Regions from separate parts of the Scleropages formosus genome. Here region 2 is linked to region 1. A link is a contact called in public Hi-C data. All regions are on one chromosome and are shown on one strand. Each heading gives the region's core, a stretch centred on a gene start, on an enhancer-like site or on the middle of the called end of the contact. The rest is flanking DNA. Distances are from core to core; before and after follow the strand shown. Region 1 holds the start of LOC108930915 (transcription factor COE3). Region 2 holds the start of LOC108930919 (probable carboxypeptidase X1).

Region 1 (4,737 bases), core at 535-3,034:
TGGAGCACGTGAGGTAACGGGATTACTTTGTTGTCCCCGGGAGGTGATCACTGATCGCAACGAGGAACCTGTAACTTCTGCCCAAAATGCGCCGTCCCGACCAGCCCCACCGATCTGCCGTCGAACCCGCGTTCCGGGAGCGCGCACCGCAGGGCTCGACAACTTTCCGGCGAAATTGCAGGAAATAAAGTCAAACACATGCTTTCAAAGTTTGTCGCACGAGTATTTCTGCGAAACCCAGAAGGAGCGCCGCGCCACCATGATCGTAAACCATAAGTCGTGCATTTTAATAAAAACGGAGATAACGGCTTATAAAAACGTACGAAGAAGAAATTGCGCCTTATTTGTCATTTTTATGTCAGAAAATACTTCACGTAAATTCACTTTAGTAAATGTAAGCATGCATGATTATTTTGGCTACATTTTTCTACTATCATTTTAAATTCATCTTATGCCTTCCTGAATATATTGTTACTATCATCATCATTAGTGTTGTTATTATTATATTATTGACTGTTACGTAGTTGACACCTTTGTTCGAGGTGACTTTCACTGTTAGATGAACTTTGCAACCATTTACCCATGGCATTGTACAGCAGAGTATTCTCACTGTATGAGATCATGTTGAGCACCTGGAGGAAACTAAGCAGGAGGAGCAGGACTCGAACCAGCAACCTTCAGCGGTGACAACCTTAAGCACTGCACTCCCCGCTGCCCTTTGCTTTGTTACTGTTACTACATGAAGAAAGTACATTCATTTTTAGCGCCCGGATCGCCCGCGATGTATGAGCGATAAGCGCAGGCTCGGCTCGGCTCGGCTCGGCTCGGCTCCGCTCGGCTCGGCTCGGCTCTGCGCTCAAACCCCGCACAGCAGCGTCGCTCCGCGTTTTGCTCGGGCCGCTTCCTCCATCAGCAGCCCGCACCTCCCGCATCCCCGCGCGCGCGCGCGCATCCCTCCGCGCGCACCCCGCGTTACCTCTGCGCCGCCGTGTTGGCGTCCAGGATCCCCGCGCTCTGCATCCACGAGCGGACCGGTGTCATGCCGCTGCTCAGGGGCTCTTCCTTCATGGTCAGAGCCCCCCGCGGGAGGCTGTCCTGGATGGAGAACATGAGAACGAGCCTTCGGGGAGGGGGGAGGAGGAGATCTTCCTTAACACCAACTCAAACTTGAATAATCCTCCTTCAAATCTCCAAAAACAAGAAACAAGGCCACCTGGATTAACAAAACCAGCTGAAACGGGGGTGGGGGAGTAGGAAAAAAATCTTCCCCGAAGTGAAGAAGTGCTGCAGCGAAGGGGGGGAAGCGACGAAGGTCCTTATCCAAAGACGAGCTCCGGATCCCTCTGGGTTTCCCTCTTTATTTTAGATCCCAGACCAAGTTGAGAGGATGGATGCTCGGGATGCTCAAGATGCTCAGGGTGCGCCGTCCTCACATGGAGCTCGAGGGGACGGGAAGGCGAGCGCAGGAACCGGGGAGCATCTCAGAGGATCACACAGGAGGCTCTTCAGCATCAGCCGGGATCTTGAAGAGCTTCTCGGTGCGGGGAGGACGAGAGGAGTCGCCGAAGTTGCTCAGAAGAAGAAGAAGATGAAGGGGAAGAAGGAGAAGAAGAAGAAGGAGGCGGACACGCGCGCACGGGATTGTGCAACGAAAAGTGGGATAAAACAGGCGAGCGCTTCAAAAAGGAGTAAAATGAAATGATTACGGAACAAGAGACAGGGATGGACCGGGGAAGGCTGACTCTCCCTGGGGGAAAGGGGGATTGGGTAGCGAGAAATCTCATCCCCTCCCTCCCCGTCTCTTTATGGCTCCTGCGTCCCAGCGGAGCGCACCTTCTCCCGGGCTCCGAGGCTCCGGGCTCCCGGGGGGCACCGCCGCGGACCTGGCACAGGGCGGAGACAATCCCATAAAAGGACCTCGTATTTGCATGGCGGCCCCGCCCCTCGCTCCCCATTGGCTGCGGCGAAAGCTTGCGTCATTTTTTTTAAATTCGCCGCAAAAAAATCCGGAAAGACCCTGTGTAGACGGGGTTGGGAGCGCGCCCTGAATGTTCATGTGCGCTTTAAAGATAATATCTTAGTCCACTGCGAGTGTCTTTGCGTCGAGCAAGTGTCAGGGAGCATTTTAGGAACGCGTGCTTCAAAGCATGAACGATAAACTGTGTTGGAAATGGTGAAAAATAAGCAGAGTGACGCTTCGGATCCTCACAGTGTAAAATGATGGATATCAAAGTAAAGGCAATTGTGTCAATAAACGTCATCAACGTTGTCAGTTACGCACAATATGTTGATTTCGTGCTGCGCTCAGATTTTAGATGAGTGTTTGTATTGATGTCACAGCTGGTGCTTTTCCTTTGCATCCGTTAAGACTGGTGTCTTTGGTTTACTAAAGCAGTAGATCGATCATACTGTAACACCCACAGCATTTTATTATACATCCATCATATCATTTCACTTCGTTTATAATCATATACGGCAAAGTGCCGCGTTTTCGCTTCTTCAGCAAGCAGCAGGCGCAGTAATGCTTGGTTGTTAAAGGATGTCATGAGTTATAAAGAAGTCCAGCAATGCTGTTTGTGTCATTTGTGCAGCAATTCCTTAAACTGTCTCTCTCATCCAAAACAGTTTTTTTACCTTCTGGATACACTGGTTGAAACAATACAGCGAGTTTATGCAAATCACTTTACATTTTCAAGGAGCTCTGTAACTCCTTTACGTTCAGCCCAGGCACGCGCCGCTTCAAAATTATGCAGTAATTAAGTTTTCATCTGTAACAAGGGCAACATCTGTAAAATTCTGATATAGTGACAAACACTGAGTTAAAATGAGGATTCACCTGGAACGACAACTGTAATGTAGCTGTTATTCTTTCTCTGTTAATTTATTGTTATTATTATTATTATTATTATTATTATTATTATTATTACTATTATTATTATTATTAAGACTTTGTTCGTATCTTGATTTTTAGTTTAAGGAATTCAGACTTCCCAAAGAAATAAATGTCATGAAAGAGACTGGATACAAATTCGTACACCATCAAAGGGCAATACTTTATCCTTAATTGGAAAAACTGCAAAAGAAATCTGAATTAAATATTTATAAAGCTGTATCCTTCCCTACTTCGGCGCTCAAAAACGCTCCCACGGGAACAGCGAAAATGTCTGGAAGAAACGGATTTTAAGTGCAAATCCTCTTTTTTTTTAATTATAGCAAATTAGGTTAAAACAGATACAGGTCATAATTAACAAACACGGGGAGGTTTATTTACTGATACATCTATATGTAAATCGCTGACATCGAGAGAGGGGGTTTTACCATTCGAGTGAACAATTCAAATCAATAATTCAACAATTAAACAGTCTTATACTTTGTCTCATGTGTTTTTAACGTATTTATTCGCCGTTTCGCGTTAAAAGAGCCGCCGACACCCTCATCATTTTGTCCAAAGAAGACAAACTGAGCTGCACTTTTCTCCTCACTTTGATGAGCAACACAGAAGAGCATATTTACCTTTCAGAACATGTAAAATTGCCACTATCTTTAAAATCTGACCGCGTCGCTGCTGTTCCAACCCTGACCAAGTCAGGTTTGCTTTTTCACGGACCACCATACGCTCGCTGGTCACTGTGAATATTTGCACATGTTCAAATATTTTTACATGTCTTTCAGTGCAAACTCTATTACGTGACATAAATTTCAGAGTAATGGAAAAAAAAGCAAATTGTACTCATTTCATCAGTTTATTACATTAAGTGAGTCAATTTGCAGCAAACGATGCAGTCTTGACAACTCTCTTTAATTCCTTGAACAAAGTGAATGACAGCCGCGAATTAACTTCACTAATTCAATAACTAAGTTTTGCACTGGGTCTATTCCAACAATATCGCTACAGAATCAATAGGGAATAATAATAATAATAATAATAATAATAATAAGAATAATAAGAATAATAAGAATAATAATTATGATGACGTCCTGCTTGAAACTAAATCCATAACATTAATTTATTGATTGCTGCAAAATTTGCATTTAATGGCTTGAATGTGATCGGTATGTGTGTGTAACATATGATACATACATACATACATAAATGACAGTGTCCCGGGGTGTTTTTGGCAGCGCTGTCTCCGGTGCGAACGACTCACCCGGAAAAGGCGACAGACGGGCGTTCAAAGACGACCCCAAAGCGCTAATAATTGGCTGGAGTGAGAGCGCGAGAGAGCCCTCCGAAGGGCGCGCGGAGGAGGACGGCACGTGCCGCGCCGGTGCACTGGGATGCGCTGGGAGGGGTGCAGAGCGGGGGGGCACCAGGACGGGAACGAGCGCGCCGAGATTCAGGCGTCCTTTTTCATACGAACGCATGACTGTGAGGAACTTGAAGCCGCAAAACGCGCATGAACGACTGCTGATGCCTGTGCTGTTATACCGTCGCCGTGGCTTCATATCAAACGCACCTGTCCGGGGAAGGTGGGAAGGAGACATCAGTTTCTGTACTCAGTGCTTGAAGTGCAGCTTTCTTTTTTCAGCTTCCTGTTCTGTAATAGTTCTAATTGAATTTCCTTTTACTGCATTGCCGCCTCGTTCAGGCTCACGTGTGAATGATCTCTATCGCTGAATATATGCGTGGGTATATTTGCTTTTTCATGTTTTCTTCAGTGCTGCCTTCCAAGCTGACATTATGGACTTTCATGGTAACTTTGTGCATTGTTTTAATACAAGTTGGAGAATTTCAAA
Region 2 (5,015 bases), core at 611-3,110, 250 kb before region 1:
AGCAGAGCTGGAGGTTTTAACAGGAGAGCTGGGACTGCCTAACTAACAGCATCAAGGAACTGCACCAGATGTGGTGTATGACGCTGGGCTGCTGGCTGCGCATGAAAGGGGAAATTCTGCAGAAATAATTGTGGCTCCTTTTTTGACTCAGAGGTTAATATCGCTTTGCCAAAAATGCGCAGCGTGGTAAAGACCATGTACGGATTTCAATTGTTACTGAATATCCCTCCAGGTTTAAAAATATAAGTAAGCTGTATTGCATTGAAAATCCAATCTATTCCACTCATAACTATTTTTCTAACTTTATTTAGACCATCACTGGCTTAGAATTAATATGCTTACAATTAACTTCTGTAATAAAGGGTTTACGAACAAATAATTGCACAAATGCCAAACTAAAAATAGTACACTCATTTCCTATTCGTCACATACAGTTGAGTTTATTCCGCATTGTCAGTGTGTACATTGCAGCTTGTTACACCCAGAATGCACATGGGTTGCATGTCAGCATAGGTTTTAAGTGGCAAGAATTTGGAAAAGTGCTCAGTAAGCAGCACTATTTCTTCGATGCCTCTCCAAGATGTTCAATGGAACGCAAACAACTGGATCATTTCATATGATCAGAACGGACCGGTATCTATAAACCTAAGTACAGTTACTAGCTGCGATGGGTGCAAAAACATGAAATGCCAAGAGTAACATGATTGTGCAAACAGTGGGGTCTGGACGAAACCCACGGCATTTTCCGTGTTCAAACAACAATTCTGCCAAACCATACAAATGGTCTCAGAGGCAGCGGAGACTTGTTGGTTTGTGTCAAGCGGAGCGCACGGCTTGTGAATGCTCTTCCACACACATGACTTGGGTTCAAGTCCCACTCCCCATGTCTGCTGTGGTGCTCATGATAGAGGCACACACCCACTACCAATACAGTAAGTAACACAGCAGGTTATTCTTACTATATAGGTAGTGGGTGTGTGCCTCTATCATGAGCACCACAGCAGACATGGGGGAATGGGACTTGAACCCAAAACCTTCAGGTTGCGAGTTCATCCCCTTAGCAGCTGCTAAGGTAAACTGCACTCTGCAATAGATGATTTTGCAGCCAGTGTAAAACATCCACACCTTACTGCATGCATGCATGCATGCATGCATACTCGAGCTGCAGCGGTGATAAGTTACATGACACGACCAGTGTGAAGCACACCAGACACATCACTCCCCATCCGCTCACCTTTAGCGCAAGTGACCTAATTTGCATAACAATGGTCCGGAAGAGAGGACACGTGACTTTGACAATTAATTAATTACAGCGTAGGCTACAGGAGGTTCCTGGAGGAGGGGGAGATCTGACACCTCTCAGGTGAGTGCACAAACCTCACCTTGTTCCTCGGGCTCCTCGTTCTCTTTGCTCCAGACTTTCTTCTCCACACTTTTGTCGATGCTCTCGTCCAGGTCTTCAGTGTGGAAGCCCAGAGACGGCCCGGTCCCTGGGGGCTTCGCGGTGGCGGATGCGTTCGGCTGCGCTGTGGCTGCGGGACGGCCGGCGCTCTCAGCGGTGCTTTGGGGAGAACTTGCGCGAGTCGGGTTGGAGGTCGTCTCAGCGATGCTTCTACCTGGATTGGCGCTCACTGAATTATTGACCGTCACGGTATCACTGGTGGGGAGAGCATCGCTTACAACGAACATAAAAATAAGGAGAAGAAGGGACGCACCAAGCCGTGCCATTTCTCCGCTCCTCTGAGCCTCTGCGTTAAAGTCAACCGGTACAATAAAGTTTCCAAGCCCTGATAAATCCCATTAAATCTCCCCCGTAATGTTGCGAGAAGAAGCGCAATTGGGATCTTGCCGAACGGCCCGTTCATATATTTTACCGTAATACTTAAACTAGGAGGTAAGAAGAAGGCAAGAGAGGAAAGGGAAGGTGGCACTCGTGTTTAAACGTTACGTTCCACTACAGGAAGTGTACATCCATCCATCCATCGGCAATAACCGCGTGGCCGAGGCAGGGTACACACTGGATCATCAGCGGACAGCACACTTTCACATCATTCAGTCATCTGTGCGGCACCTATGCTCTGCCCGCTGCGCCACCTTACATGAAGCGGATTGTTGGATTCTTAAATAGGATACATTGACAGCGGAAGAAATGTGCCAGATTCTGTATCCGAAAGAATAAATATCTCACTATAACCCATCGCAATAAACACAAGCCGAGATAATCACACATTTAGTGCAGATTCAACTCAAAATCTTGTATACGCAATCCAGTTAATATAAATCGGTGAAACTGAAAATCGCTTTTGAATAAACGCGTCAGTTAAGCAAGGGGAAATAATAATAATAACGCAAGAATCTATAATTATGACTGAAAGCTTTGCCATCACATGCAACACTGCATAGAACTATTTAAATACTGAAAACGTTTGGTCAGTGTTGAATACGTATAATAATGTTATTGCGGAAGTTTAACATGAATTCGCAAAATATAAAGGTCAGATTTATGAGTTTGTACTAACCCGACCTTGAGCGCAGTATCGTGACGAATCCCGTGTAATTTACCATGTTTTAAATTGACATGTTGCGTTCATGTCCTCCGCTAGATGGCGCCAGAGGACAACACGTGGGCCCATCGCCGTGGTGTCAGAACCGCGGCGGCCCGTTGTTGCCCTCGGGAACGCAGTTTTGCTTCTCCTCAAGTCCTTCAAACTTTTCTCTTCTTTCAAAACCAAGGCAGAATAATCCAGCCATGGATCTGTGTTGGTGTTACCTGGTTTAAATGTCTTTATCTACATAGCCTTAGATTTAACATGCCTCATATATACACATACTCGGGCAGATCGTACTGTATGTTTCAGTGAAATAAGGCCTTAAGGGCGAGTTAAAAACAAACAGGGGTTTAGGATGTACCCCCCGTTACGATATTTACTGTGTTCGCGAATAAAGTCCTTGAAAGCGTTATTGCTTTTGCGCACATGCGCAGTATTCAGTAACTCTGCGTCTGACCGCTAGTCCTACATCAGGGAAGCGCTGGTCCGGAGCCTATCCTGCAAGAGGGGGTCGGATAGGGGTGCGAGCTATCTAACCTCGGTTTTTCACTTTCTGAAGGAGAGGGGGAAAGGAAATAAAGGGAAAAAAGAGAGGGGAAAAAAACGTGTCCTTGTTGTGGGAACTTTGGATGAATGGCGGCGGTCCCCCAGGTTCAGTGAATCCTCTACATGGCTCCCACATGGGGGATTGAACTCCACAAATCCAACGGCTAATTGTAATCACCGCCCATAAAGCCATAAAAACACCATAATAAAGGACACGCAAAGACATAAAATAATAACAGTAGAAGAAAACATCGTTATTTGGTCCGGTATGAGCGCTGGAAAATGTCCACACGGGTTGTTTGCTTCTATTTGTCCCTTCTGGTGCGACATGAGGGACGTGACGAATTAGTCTATGAGTGAAATATGCGGGGAAATTAAATTATTAGCGTCACAATAGTTGGCAGAGGTTCGTCAAAATGCTGTAAAATTTGCATCCCTAAGAATCTTGCAAATATTAAACTACAGTACAAATATAGCTGCATTCTGTTTGTGTCATTTTGTGACTAATATTGTGAATTTTGACGAAAAACGATGACGTATCACCCTCGGCCGCGACTGACGTTGCTCGCGGTCGCTCGGCTCGCGTCTCATTCCCGCCCTCGCGACCCGTCAGGACCCCCGCGCGCGCCGCTCACCTCGCGCAGGCTCGGCGGCCGTGCAGCGCGCGAGCGCCGGGTCGCGTGCGACACGCAGAAATTTAAAAAAAAAAAAGAAAGAAAGAAAGAAAGGAAAAAAAAACGCGTCAGACAGCGGAGTGTGTTCAGGAAAATAGTTTTAATTTGAGCAATATCAGACTTGCGCTCTAATTATCACTCAGATTGTCACAGTGTATATTAATAACCCAATAATTTTAATTTGCAGACTTACACATTCGAAAGCAGCTTTTTGGTTATTTTAAATCTTTTCTACGTCAAAGCTTCACCGATGGGACACTTACTTGTGCAATGCAAGAGAAGAATTCCGAATTCTGGAGTATTTGAATCACACGTACCTTATAAATAATGACACAAACAAAGGCCCTTTTTCCATTCGTATTCCAGCAGCACCCGCGTCACAACTGACCACACGCAGAAATACTTCCTCGCGTTTAATGCCTTTTTTCCTCAAATATGTATACTGAATAATTTAGGTGCTTTACTAACACTAAAAGAGATCATAAATATTAATGCAATAAATTAAATAAGTTCCTGCACGCGTTTCATTGGAGTCTTTCTGCGCGATAAAAGTGCGGCCTTCGCAGAACCCATACCCCCCCCCCTCCCCCCGAGCACCTGCGCACCGCGGTGCCGCACGTATAGAAAAGGAGAAAGCCCCCCCCCAGAGAATGTTCTGATTCCCATGGGACAGAAATGTAGTTTAAACCAAGCAGAAGTGGACAGGGAGCCCGAATGCAGTGGGGTGACCCCGCGCTGGCCCCGCCCCCTTCGCCATTCCCCTTAACCACTGCGCCCCGTGACCCGCAAGTTAAGTTTCTCTTTGATGCCCTCTGTATTATTAATGCTTCTAAAAACATATTCGAAGTGAATCGCTGGCGGTCAGCGGGGGGGTTTCGTTGCGTTGGGGGAAAAATCAAATAACGGTTCCGCCGGATCGGGTGGCTGAACCTCCACCGCACATCACTGTTGTGTTGTATTACATCCTCATCTCTATTGCCTTTATTGTTTGCTCAGCGTCCAAACCGACAGTTGTATCTGTTTTACCCTGCGAATAACGTAATTCAGTGTTATTTTCCTTTGATGTAAATAAAAGGGTAACGATGGGATACTTTTCAGTGCTCAACCTCATGAAAAAGGCTGTTTTTCTGCTGCATTCAGTAGTGTGTAGTGACCCCATGTGCAAAAACAGTGTTCGCATTAATTATATATTTTTCTATTTGAAAAGTAATATTTTGGACAAATTATCTGAAATATATTATATGAT

What was found. A called contact is a pair of places that touch in the nucleus more often than the background predicts.
Region 2: a contact with region 1 is called in a Hi-C map of muscle, with 2.6 times the contacts expected there. The contact joins the promoter of LOC108930919 here to the promoter of LOC108930915 in region 1. A contact is called at or near these places in 2 of 2 Hi-C or Micro-C datasets (both in muscle).

The regions. Positions count from the first base shown.
Region 1 is chr5:16,997,082-17,001,818 of fSclFor1.1, reverse strand. LOC108930915 (transcription factor COE3) reads right to left here and starts at 1,784. Exons shown (of 17, transcript XM_029252292.1): 1 at 1,707-1,784; 2 at 977-1,095. The coding sequence starts at 1,784.
Region 2 is chr5:17,250,652-17,255,666 of fSclFor1.1, reverse strand. It overlaps LOC108930919 (probable carboxypeptidase X1), which reads right to left and starts at 1,860. Exons shown (of 13, transcript XM_018746411.2): 1 at 1,383-1,860. The coding sequence starts at 1,728.